2 separate regions of the Danio rerio genome follow, and region 2 is linked to region 1. A link is a contact called in public Hi-C data. All regions are on one chromosome and are shown on one strand. Each heading gives the region's core, a stretch centred on a gene start, on an enhancer-like site or on the middle of the called end of the contact. The rest is flanking DNA. Distances are from core to core; before and after follow the strand shown.

The links. Hi-C and Micro-C count contacts between places; a contact is called where the count stands out from the background.
Region 2: a Hi-C map of embryo shows a contact between it and region 1, with 2.9 times the contacts expected there. The contact joins two enhancer-like sites. A contact is called at or near these places in 4 of 18 Hi-C or Micro-C datasets (caudal fin, embryo and an unstated tissue).

Annotation. Positions count from the first base shown.
Region 1 is chr13:18,971,167-18,977,138 of GRCz12tu, forward strand. It overlaps lrmda (leucine rich melanocyte differentiation associated), which reads right to left. Exons shown (of 7, transcript NM_001020701.2): 6 at 1,506-1,593. Among named protein-coding and RNA genes, the nearest start is that of kcnma1a, 470 kb to the left of the region's middle. Within about 2 kb of position 3,540, at least 16 of the 62 cell types and tissues checked have an H3K27ac peak or open chromatin away from gene starts, as enhancers often do.
Region 2 is chr13:19,098,268-19,104,239 of GRCz12tu, forward strand. lrmda (leucine rich melanocyte differentiation associated) reads right to left here. Exons shown (of 7, transcript NM_001020701.2): 5 at 3,032-3,158. Among named protein-coding and RNA genes, the nearest start is that of lrmda, 350 kb to the right of the region's middle. Within about 2 kb of position 2,659, at least 9 of the 62 cell types and tissues checked have an H3K27ac peak or open chromatin away from gene starts, as enhancers often do.

The sequences.
Region 1 (5,972 bases), core at 2,290-4,789:
AAAAAAAAAGATAGAAAACTCGATCAGAATACAAATGTTTTCATTCGTTTTGACTGAAAATTGGGGTAATTACATCAAATATTGATTTCTTAAAAATATAAACCAAAAACTGGGCATTTTTGTTATTATTTTAAGCATACAATTTAATTATGTTATATGTTTGAGTAAAACTTAGGTTTTGTTTTATTCTATAAACTACTGATGACATTTCTTCCATATAAAACATTCCCATGTTAAATCATTTTTGGCATTTAATACAATGCAAATATTTTCAGACATGCTTATATTCATTTTTTTGATAACTTCAGATGATTGAAAACAGCAATATTTGTGGTAATAACCCAGATTAAATCAAAGAAATTATATCAAAACATCTATCTGAATGTCTTCATTCTATGTGTCATATATATTAACATTTTACTCAAACCTAAAGCTTTCAAAAATCTAACAAATCTTTATTTTATTTTTTTACTTTAAAGTGAGCTCTTAACCCTTTAACTGCCCCACCACCAACAACAAAAAATGGATAGCATTTCTTAACTCCAAATCAGGCCCTTAGCCAGGGGTGGTTCGGGTGGTTCAAAAGGCCCAATCCTCACTGACAAAGGTCCAGAATTTGCCAAATACATGAGCTCTTTTGTCCTATTTTGACTGCTATGCCATCATAAATAATGAAAATAACCCATGGAAAAAGGTTTTAAGACTAAGTGGAATCCTCTGTTGGCTGTGGTGACTTCAGCTAATCAGTTTTGGCCAATGCACACAATTATTTTCCATGAGTTCAACATCAAGCTGTGCAAGAAAGCATACAATCTGATGTAAGTCAGGTCATTTTTTGCTACACTATTGTTTTTAAACAGAGAAAATAGTTTACACGTAACTTTTATTCTAGATACTGGACCTTATTCTTGAAAGAAAAAAATGACCCAAAAAAGGTGTGAAGGATCAAAAGCAGCCCCTATTAAAAAGAATTTCAATCCTATTGTAGATTGTATTTGTTGATTTGTAGATTTGTAGATTTGTAATTGTTGTTATCCATAAATTATCAAATGTAGTTCTTTTTGGTTATGATGACCATCCAACAATCCATTTAAGCTAAAGTAGTGCTTAAAATGTCACTAAAATGCAGTATTTAAATAAATAAATAAATAGTAGCCTAAATGGCTATAGTAGCCAATTTATACAAAAATAAAAATTTTAATAAAATATTATTAAATACTAAATCTTTATTTTTGAAGTATGCCATAAAATATTTCATATATTCATTTAAAATTTTTTATTTATTTATTTTTTTTTACAATGAAACCAAAATAAAGTGTAGTAGTGCAACAGGATTATGTTTGTTTGACTTTCTTGTAAACCAACAATGCTGTGTGTATAAACCATTTTTTTAAATAGTCATTCTCTAAATGACTTTACAGTCGAGCAGGCAATTAAAGGGTTAATATTCTCCAGTATGCACAATGTTTTTAAATATTTTTTTTTTAAAAACAAAATAATACTACCTTTATGGTTCCGGGCATCTCTGGATCCTCTTGGCAGTGGTGTGTAAGGCGTGGCAATGGATTCAGACCTCGTATCACTGGCAGTGTCCTGAAACAGAACAAAAAAAAAAATGTATATATATATAATATTTCTCAGTGTGCAGTTTACACACCTGCAAACATTTATAACATCTACGGCAATGTATTACTCAGCAGAGACAGGAGAAATGTTGGTTATTGATTTCCGTATGCGATGATCCTAATTGAGTTAAATGAAAAGAAGTCATTTGTCACAAGCAATCTGGAATATTTCTTCAGATTGATGACACAAAAGGGAGAGAGAATGGAAAACGCACGGCGGGGCGAGAGACAAGTGAAGAATGCGGGTGAGATTTCACTGCCATGACTGATTGTCTAAATGCCATAAATTTTATCAGTGCAGAGGAGAGGAAATGTTAGGAGCGGCGTTCGTATTTTATCAGGGCTCAGGACGAGGGCAACTTTCATTATTTTGCAAGGAGGGGAGTGAAAGGTGAGGATGGGCGCTGGCTTTGATTACCTGTCCCCTGCCTATTGAAGAGTGGGGGCCACCAGGGAAAGGGCCCCAGTCACTACTCAGCCATGAAGAGCCCCACGGGTCAGACCTAGGTCAACCTGCCACTCACACACACACACACACAAGTGGCTGTGTGTTGACAATCCAACAGGTGGCATGAAATTACTGCTCTCCAAAGGCCAGACCTGAGTTTAAGTAAACTCATCTCTCACTGGCCGACCTTAAAAATACAAATATATTCACATAAAGGCCACCGCATAGACAGACAGAACAGGGAGACGAGTTGGAGAGAATACAGATCGCCTGTGTGCTTCGGGTAGGTCACAAGTGTTGTTTTCTACCTCCTTTGTCTTCTTTCAAGGACCAAAAACAAAGTATATATCATGATGTGTTGATATCTGATGCCTTTGTGAAAATATTCTGCCTTTCTGCAGGCAGAAATTCTCTGAGCATTTAATCATTCTGAGAGTAGAGGTTGCCTCTTTTTTACTGAAATCACTGCTTTAGTGAGTGAGAATGCCTTGTGCATGTAAGATTAAAAGAATTTAGATTTTAATATTTTCTAATTTGACAGTGCTCTTTTATAATTGAATGTGTTTCATAACAATTTATTTCTGTGATGGCAAGCTGAATTTGCAGCAGCCATTACTTCAGTCATCAATCAGAAATAATTCTAATATGATGATTAGTATTTTCAAATTAAGATCATAGCGCCCTTACGATTATGGGTAAAACTTTATTTTGATAGTCCATTTGAGTATTAGTAGACTTACTGCCTAATATCTGTTGATACTGCTGCTAAACAAACATTTCACTGACAAAAAAACTTTGCAAGTACATGTCTACTTGCACTAGCCCTAACCCTAAGCCCAACCTAACAGTCTACTTATATTCTTATAAGAATTAGTTGGCATGTAGATGCAATGTTTCTTAAACTCAACAAACGGACCATCAAAATATAGTGTGACTCAATTATGACTGTTGAAAACAAAAATAACTTTGCAAATCCTTCTAACATTAGAATTCAGTGCTTAAATGTAAAAAAAAAATATTATTTATAAATATTTTTCTGTATGTGAAAAATTTAATAAAATCAAATTAAAAAGCTTTGTTTGTGTATGTGTGTGTGTGTGTGTGATCATCACATGACTAATCTTCACACTAATTACCCAAATCCACTGGGGTACGGCAGCATTGGGGTTTCCAAGCATGTCAGCGCTTTCCTTGTTACCATTTCAATCTCCTCCGGCCATTTGGCTTTAATATCCTAAAGCAGCATTTTTAGTGTCAGCTTCAGTCCGCCCTGACTAATTTCCTCTGGACCTGACAGATCAGAGGCCTTCCCCACCAAACAGCCCTGTCCCAGCCACAAAGCCGCTCGTAATCCTGCTGCTTGTCTACAATTAATCTTCCCAGTTGCCACATTATTAACACCACCACCCACAGTCAGGGGCTGGCTATGCCCCACCGGACACACAGTACCCCCCCCTCCGGCCCAGCGGCCAGGCACGTCAATCACATGCCGTGCGCAAAAGTCGCCTGCTGTCAACATCAGAGATGCCCCCTTCTCTGCTAAGCATCCCACCCCTCCCGGGCCGAGTCCACTGATCAAACACCCCCATCCTGGAAGAAGATTAATCAGAGCCCTCCCTCCACTTCCTCCACTCCCATCCACTCCTCTCTTTCTCTTTATTCAATGAGCCATCATCGAGATGAGAAAGGAGGCCTGGCTCATAATGGGAATCCCGGCAGAAAAAAAAAAAAAAAAAGTTAAAGGAAAACTCAGTTTGAATGCCAGCTGTTATCTGGGGGGAAAAAGGGCAGGAGGACAAGAGCCTTGCTTTGATCGGCATCCTTAAGATTTTACACAAACATAATCACAAGCCAAGGGGTCATCCTGAAGCCTTTGAATTCATTCAATCCGGGAGCTTTAAGCATGCACAGGCAGTTAAGAGCTTTTCCTTTCACCGAGCACTTTGTTTTTGGTTGATTTTAAAAGATATACATCACTATCCATCAAACAAATGGCAACTTGTGTGCACAGACCTGCCTATCTTTAATGAATGATAGTCAGTTTGTTGGGAGATTTGTCTGAATGTTATTGCAGTAAATAAAATATCAAACCAATTGTCACCTGGAGGCAAATGGTGCAATGACCTGAGCAAACTAACTCACTAACATTTTTAAGCATAATGTCAGTTCTCAACGTTCACACAAGTGTGTAACGTCGTAACCCAAACCTCAGAAAATTGTGCATTTGTGTATTTTTACTTTAAAGGAAAAGTTAATTTGATCATTGGTGGTTGTGTATGTTGATTAGGGCGGTGAAATTGCTCGAAATCAAATCACAATCGCAATTTGAAGCATTGTTAATTTTATTTATTAATTATAGAATTTAAAGTTATAGCATTTATTATTGTTAGTTTAATATATATATATATATATATATATATATATATATATATATATATATATATATATATATATATATATATATATATATATATATATATATATATATTACAGTATGTAACCATCTTACTAGCCAATTGAGTGACAAATACTTTCATTCTGGCCAATTAGAATTGCACAACTGACCTATGCAAAGGCCCACAATTAAAAGAAAACAAACAAACAGGAAAGTGCAGACAAGTGAGATAATGGCGTCCGCTGCTTCAGAAGTTTAATAGACAAATTAATATATAAGAAAAACAGCATTGGTAATATGGGAATGTTTTGATTTCAAAGTGCTAAACACAGAACAAAAAAAAAAAAAATTTTTAAGAGCTGTCGCAGAATTGTTGCCACGACTTACAGATTATTGAGCTGAAGCTTGACTATAAAATTAAATCGCAAATCAAATCGCAACATATGTCAAAAAAATTTACAATTAGATATTTTCCCCAAATCGCACAGCCCTAATGTTTACACACTAAATTTATTAATCAATCAATTAATCAACTAATACAACAGTGACTGAAATAATCACGCTTGGCATAATGCATACCGAGGGTGATTTTTATTTTTATCAAAGTGTGTGTTTTTGGGGTTTGAATATGCATGTATGAATGAATAAATGAAATAAATGAAATAAACAAACAAAATAAATATTTAAACAACAACAACAACAACACTGGTAGTAATAATTACAGACTATAATTAAATAAATTGGTAAGTGAATGTTATAGCTACTTCTGTGGATACAAATAAATAAACAAACAAACAAAGACGGCTGTAGGTTGCTTGAATTGCCAATGAAACAATGAAACTGTCCATTTTAGAGATTAAAGATTAGTGTCTGGGTGAAAGATATTATGCCATTGACCACAAGGTGAAAGAAGAACCATTCACTCAATACAGCTCTGATGAACACTCCATCAAGGCTACAATTTTATATACATCTTTATAGACCATTTTGAGGGATGTAAACAAAAACCAATGTATTTCCTGTTTTACATTTTTAATTTCTATAGCTTCCAAGAATCCAAAAAAAAAAAAAAACAGCTACATATTGATCAATAATGTTAACACTGAGTTATGATTGAATTGCCTCTTGTTACAGTTGTGAAATAGTTTGATAACAAGTAGGAAATGTTCAATGGTCTATAAAGCATCAGCAAATAAACTAAAGCTCCTTCAAGAACACCCAACACCAAGACACATCTTCCAATCTCATCTTCCAGGAGCCAAACTTCAGCTCTCATCCGTTCCTTTTGTTCCTTCTCTTTCTCTCCACCCACTCACGTTCTGACATAAGAGTGCAATAATTTCCTGCACTGGTCAGATGGGGGCGCTGCAGCGTCAGGTTTGCATACGCCTCTCTCTCATCTCAGCACGCAGGGCTCTTGTTCTCCAGGCCCTGGGCATATGCTGCCTGCTCACATCATTATTGTCTTTATACACTGAGTAATCACTACACTTTATGATAATGC
Region 2 (5,972 bases), core at 1,409-3,908, 130 kb after region 1:
TATATGTATGTTTTTTTTTTGGAGCTAAACACTTTGGACATCGCTTGAACAAAACCAAGACCTCATAAAAACGTGATTAAGACTTTTTAATACCTTTTAAGGGCCTTAATTTTCTTAATTGATTCATCAACTTTTAATACTTTTTAAGAGCCTACTCGCACTATGCTATTAGAACCGTGCCCAGGCCCATTTTCCGGATTGTTTGAGAATAGTGAGTGCTCTGAATCGGGCTCAGGCACATTTTAGTAGAGTGCGGTTCACTTGGCCTTTGGCATGGTACGCTTGTAGTGTAAGTGCAAACCGTGCCTGAGCCCGAAACTGAAGACAAGATGTGACTTTAATGGAACTGTTTCATATGGATTTATTAATCATTCTTACAGTTCAATGTATGCAAACTGTTGTAGATTTTTAAAGACACAAACCCCTCATTGCACGACAGCTTCACCTACAGCAAGTCCCTAATTCCTGCAGCACAAGGACTTTATAAATGTTTATGAGCATCACAAGTGGCTGATCTGTTCAGCAAAATATTTGACTGTGTCACTGCATCTTAAACAACTAAAACAATATGACTAAAGAAATCTCCACTGTGCTGAGCGAGAGCGCTTCCTGAACAGCACATCATCGAGGACGTAAGTGTGCTTAGGCGCGAATGTAATGTAAGTGCTGTCTGTCGGGGGAGGGGGGGCAAGCATGCTTCGGCCAGCATTAAGACAACTGTACATAGTGTGAGTACACCCTAAGACCCCGCGGACACCCTGTTTTACTTTTTAATTCAGCTGTCTAAGCGTAAAAAAGATTTGCAAAACTACACAACTGGTGCATCTTAAACTGTATACTTTCTTAATACTGTGTGTAGAATGTGAAAAAATTGTATGTGAGGTCATAGCATGCAATTCAGAGTAGTATACAATTCAGAGCATAAAAACCTACCATTTCCAAAACTCTGTACAATTGACTTAAGGCCAGCTTTTAGATGATAAATATGGCGGCCTATTTCAGCTGCCTTAAAATTGCAATGTGCCTTAACACACCTCTTTTCAGACCAGCATGCCCATGAGTGCATGAAGTGGCGCAAATGGATTTGCTATTTAAACAACGTTGCGCAAAACGTGAAAATGACTCATGCGCCAGGCAGAAAATGGCAACAAATCACACCCTACATCGGGTGTATAATAGGGCCCATATAGTTATAAAAAGATAGAAATCATAGAATAAAATGTAAAAAAAATACACTGTTCCTAATATTTGAAACACTACAAATGTATAATTACCAATAGATTGACGTGGACTGTAGGGCAGTAATACAGTATGTCTCTGCTTCAGAAATAAAAGCATAAACTTCTAAATTTTCATTCATTCATTTTCTTTTCGGCTTAGTTCCTTTATTAATCAGGGGTCGCAACAGTGGAATGAACTACCAACTTATCCAGCATATGTTTAACGCAGTGGATGCCTTTCCAGGTGCAACCCATCACTGGTAAACACCCATACACTCATTCACACACATACACGACGGTCAATTTAGTTTTTATAATTCAATTCACCTACACCGCATGTCTTTGGACTGTGGGGGAAACTGAGGCCCCCGAAGGACACCCACGCGAACATAGGTAGAAGATGCAAACTACACACAGAAATGCCAACTGACCCAGCCGGGGCTCGAACCAGCGACCTTGTTGCTGTTGGGCAATCATGCTACCCACTGCACCACTGTGACTCACTACTTTTAAACTTCTAAAATCTTCTTTTTTTTTTTTGCTGTGTGTACTCAATCCCCCAAAATACCACATAATGTCAAGCCTGCAAAAGGCAATTCCATTTTGAAAGAGAATATTTCATAGAAGATTTTTTACAAAAGATTTGGATTAGATGCAAACCCTGCAAAACTATAAACACTATCTAGGTCATTTATTGGAAGAGTTCGAGATATTTAGAGAGTTCACTGTACTTTTCAACAGTGCGGCCGCTAAGCATTAAATGCTGGAACTTTTTCAATAGCTGTGCTCAAAATGGATTTACTGTGGCATTTTGTTACCGTTTTAAAAGAAATTGTTTTATTTGTTTCACATGTGATCATTTATTCATCTCCATCACTCTCAAATCTGCATGTCCTGAAACGTCTCGTCTTATTTAAGCAGACAGGTTGCACAACACTTTATTTTCCATTTTCCAGTCATCTTTTCTCATTTTCCAACCGACAAACTATCCTCCAAATTAAAAACATGCCCGGATGAGGTTAACTCCTATGCATGCTTTTCAATCTTCAGTCGCTTTAATGCTGAAACAAAATAAGTGACTTCACCATCATTCTACTCTTTTTCTTTCTCTGTACACATGTATACACAACTCGCCGACCTGATTCAACCACAAGCTAAACATTTATGATTCTACAATTGCACAAAATCAAGCCATTCTTTCATAAACTCAAGTAGAGAGGTGGACGGAGATGTGCTTGAAAACTAGGGCTCTCAAATGCAAGAGAGAGAAATAATTGTGTGTGCGACGGATAATTAAGCGATAGTGACTGTCGTGAACGTGAGCTGTCAGTCCGATCGAGAGCGCTGTCACGCCACACGATGCAAGGCCGAGCGGACAGGCGCCGTCCACTTTGATCTGGGCTCATGCATACAGAAAGAGGTCAGGTCGTGGTCATTAAAAAGACCCTCCTCTAAACAGCCAGGCGAGAATGAAAGGCCACGTCTTCAAAGAGCTGCGTACAAGTAACCTCTTAAGAGTTTCTGACAATTTGCGGCGAACAAACAATGGAGGCTAAGAAGAAGTGGGATGGATTAGCTTACGGTGCCTTAGCCTTTTAAGTTCTTATAGTCATCCACACAGAAAGGGGAGGGTTACACAAATCATTCACATGGTCAGGGTGTCTAGTTATTCAGCCACGTTACATAAAGGAAAGATACTTAACCGGCTACTGAGTCACCTACTAAACCAGGCCGTTTTCTGTCGATTGGTAAAAGCTTTGATTCTGTAGTGTCATGCGACTCTGACTTTGTAGTAAATTGAAAGCACTTACTTGGTCATTTTTTGGCTTGACCACCTTCATGAAAGCTCCACGTGCTTGGGCCTCTGACCGCTCCCACTGGGTCACTCTCCTGGTGTCCAGGAACTTCAGATTTGTCAGCTTATGTAGTACAAAGTACCTACAGATCAAATTAAAAGTAGCAACACAAAGCAGATTTTTAGTAAACTGGATTACAGGTCACAAAAGCAATATGTTCTTGCTTTATAGAAGTTTACAGAACTTAGTTTTTAAACCTGAACAATTATAGTACATTTTGTACATTCAGAGATGTCTCTCTGCTATGGATGTGACAGATGTGAAATTGCCACTTGTGTGAATTTTATAAATCAAATATAATTGTTTGAAAACATTGACAGATACATTTTAGAGTATTTTTAAAGCACTGTAGAATACAAGCCTACACAAAAAAAATCGCAGAAACAGTTTTGCTATTTTGGCAAAAACTTAATTTGTTTCATGGCAAGGTTGGCATTTGCATGAAATTGCTCATATTCCATAAAAAAAAAAACGTTTACAATATCATGCTTACTAGTGCATAATTTTGCCTACTATCTGCTTTTGTAATGCTTATGGATACAAAACATCATTTACAAAAGTGTAAATGATCAAACCTTTTTAATTGCAATATATATATATATATATATATATATATATATATATATATATATATATATATATATATATATATATATATATATATATATATATTCTGTTGTGTATTTCTGTAATATTATTTTATATATTTTTTTCTTTTATATTATTTTAGCAGTACTTTAACGCGATGTAATGTGACCAGAAGCGTTGTTATCAGATGTTTTATTTTTCACTTCTGTTAAATTTATTTAGTTTATGTTGTAGATGAAACGAAATTGCCTAGAAATACAATATACATGTTAGGCTAAACACAATTCAAAGCAGATTCATTGTTTGGTAACAGTAAACCGCTACTTGCTTGTATCAAACTTGTCCTTACATCAAAACAACGTTGAAGTCAGTATGTTTGGTCGTTTACACTTAACAGCGTGTTTGTTGTTGCTGTTGAGTAATACTTTTGCACTCTCTCGTTTGATTTCCAGCGTGTCATCTTCTTCTATTGGATTGTCCCCTAAAGGCTGAATTACAGTCCTGCGCTACAGCGCCTTGTTAGTCAAACTGCGTTATTGCAGCCCCTTAGTTCAAGAGGTCCAAAAACAACTATATATTGTTTGACTCAACAAATCCTATAAATTTACCAGAATTCTAACCGGAAAATGAACAAACACATAAGCAAAAAGCAAAAATATATATATTCAATATAAACAAAATGTATTAAAAATAATAAATAATAAGCCTAAATAACTCAATAATTTGAAAGCTAAACTAAAACAACACTGTGTGCATTAAAAACATTGACGTTAACACATTTCAGATAATAAATTAACATGACTTATATTTAAATTATTATTATTATTATTATTATTATTATTATTATTATTATTATTATTATTATTATTATTATTATTATTGTTATTGTTATTATTATTATTATTATTGGTGCTTTTTAATATGCCTTGAGCAGGGTTGGGCAAAAATACATTGAAATCTTCATTCATTCATGTTCTTTTTGGCTTAGTCCTTTTTTAAAAAACGCAAACTCCACACAAAAAATGCCAACAGACCCAGCCGAGGCCCAAACCAGCGACCTTCTTGCTGTGAGGAGATTGTGCTACCCACTGCTCTAAATGTTTTTGCCACATACTGATTAACTATGTCAAGGTTTTAACTAACATTACAGATCAGCTACTGGCATTTTGAACAGCCAGTGAAGATTTGTAGGTATCGCCACTGTAGGACTTTTTTATTGTTTGTCTTATTTTCCTGTCTTATTTTGACTTGCTCCCGAAATTCACCCCTGCTATTTGTCTGTTACTTTCTTTTTTATGTGATGCATACTTTTCATCCATACTCCAAGCATTGATCAACGTCTTTAATATGAATTATTTTTTTAGTCTGATATCAAGCCTAGACAAATAACCAAAAAAGCACCAATCTGAGGCCACATTTTTACGAAGTCATTGTGTAGACTTCTTACAAAGTATTTTACAGTAAAAATACAAGTCATTAAAGTATTTTGATACGAAATATAAACCCATTTTCATAAACCCTATTAGATACAAATTACAAAATACTATTTTGTATTTAAAATCTGTAATACATGTACCATAAACACTACCCATCCCTGACCTTGAGTTTGTACAGTGCTGGGTAAAACTGCATTTTCTTATTGTGCACCTTGGGCATGGAATAATTAGCAAAAATATTTCAAACTAAATGAAATTGGTCTTTTGGTGAATTTTTTGTTGAGAGGATTGATGAATGTCTTGTATTTTAAAATTGTTTACTGTACGGCCGTTACCTTGGCCAGGTCTTTTTATAAAACAGATTTTAAATCCTAATGAGATTTCCAGGTTAATAATAACAATAATAAATAAATAAATAAATAAAGTCATATCATTTTTTTTTTTTTTTGCATGTATGTATTTATTTATTTATTTATTTATTTATTTATTTATTTATTTATTTATTTATTTATTTATCTATTTATTTATTTGTTTGTTTGTTTGTTTGTTTGTTTATTTTATTATTATTTTGTACTTCAAATCAATAATACAGCTGTCATTATATTTTAGCAGTAATGTATTTTGCATGGAAAAGTTTGAAAACAACATTAAATACCTATATCCACCACAAGTTTACAAAGGAAAAACTGACTGTGGCACAAAGGCGACGAATCAAACTCAAATCTGCAAGACAACTACATAAAATAAATCTCAAACCAACACTCCCGTCAAAAGGCATTAAATTAACCGCAGCGGTGTTTGTAAATAGGTAATTAACTTCAAAATATGTAAAAATACGGACAACATACAAACAGATGAAAACCCCGCATTGA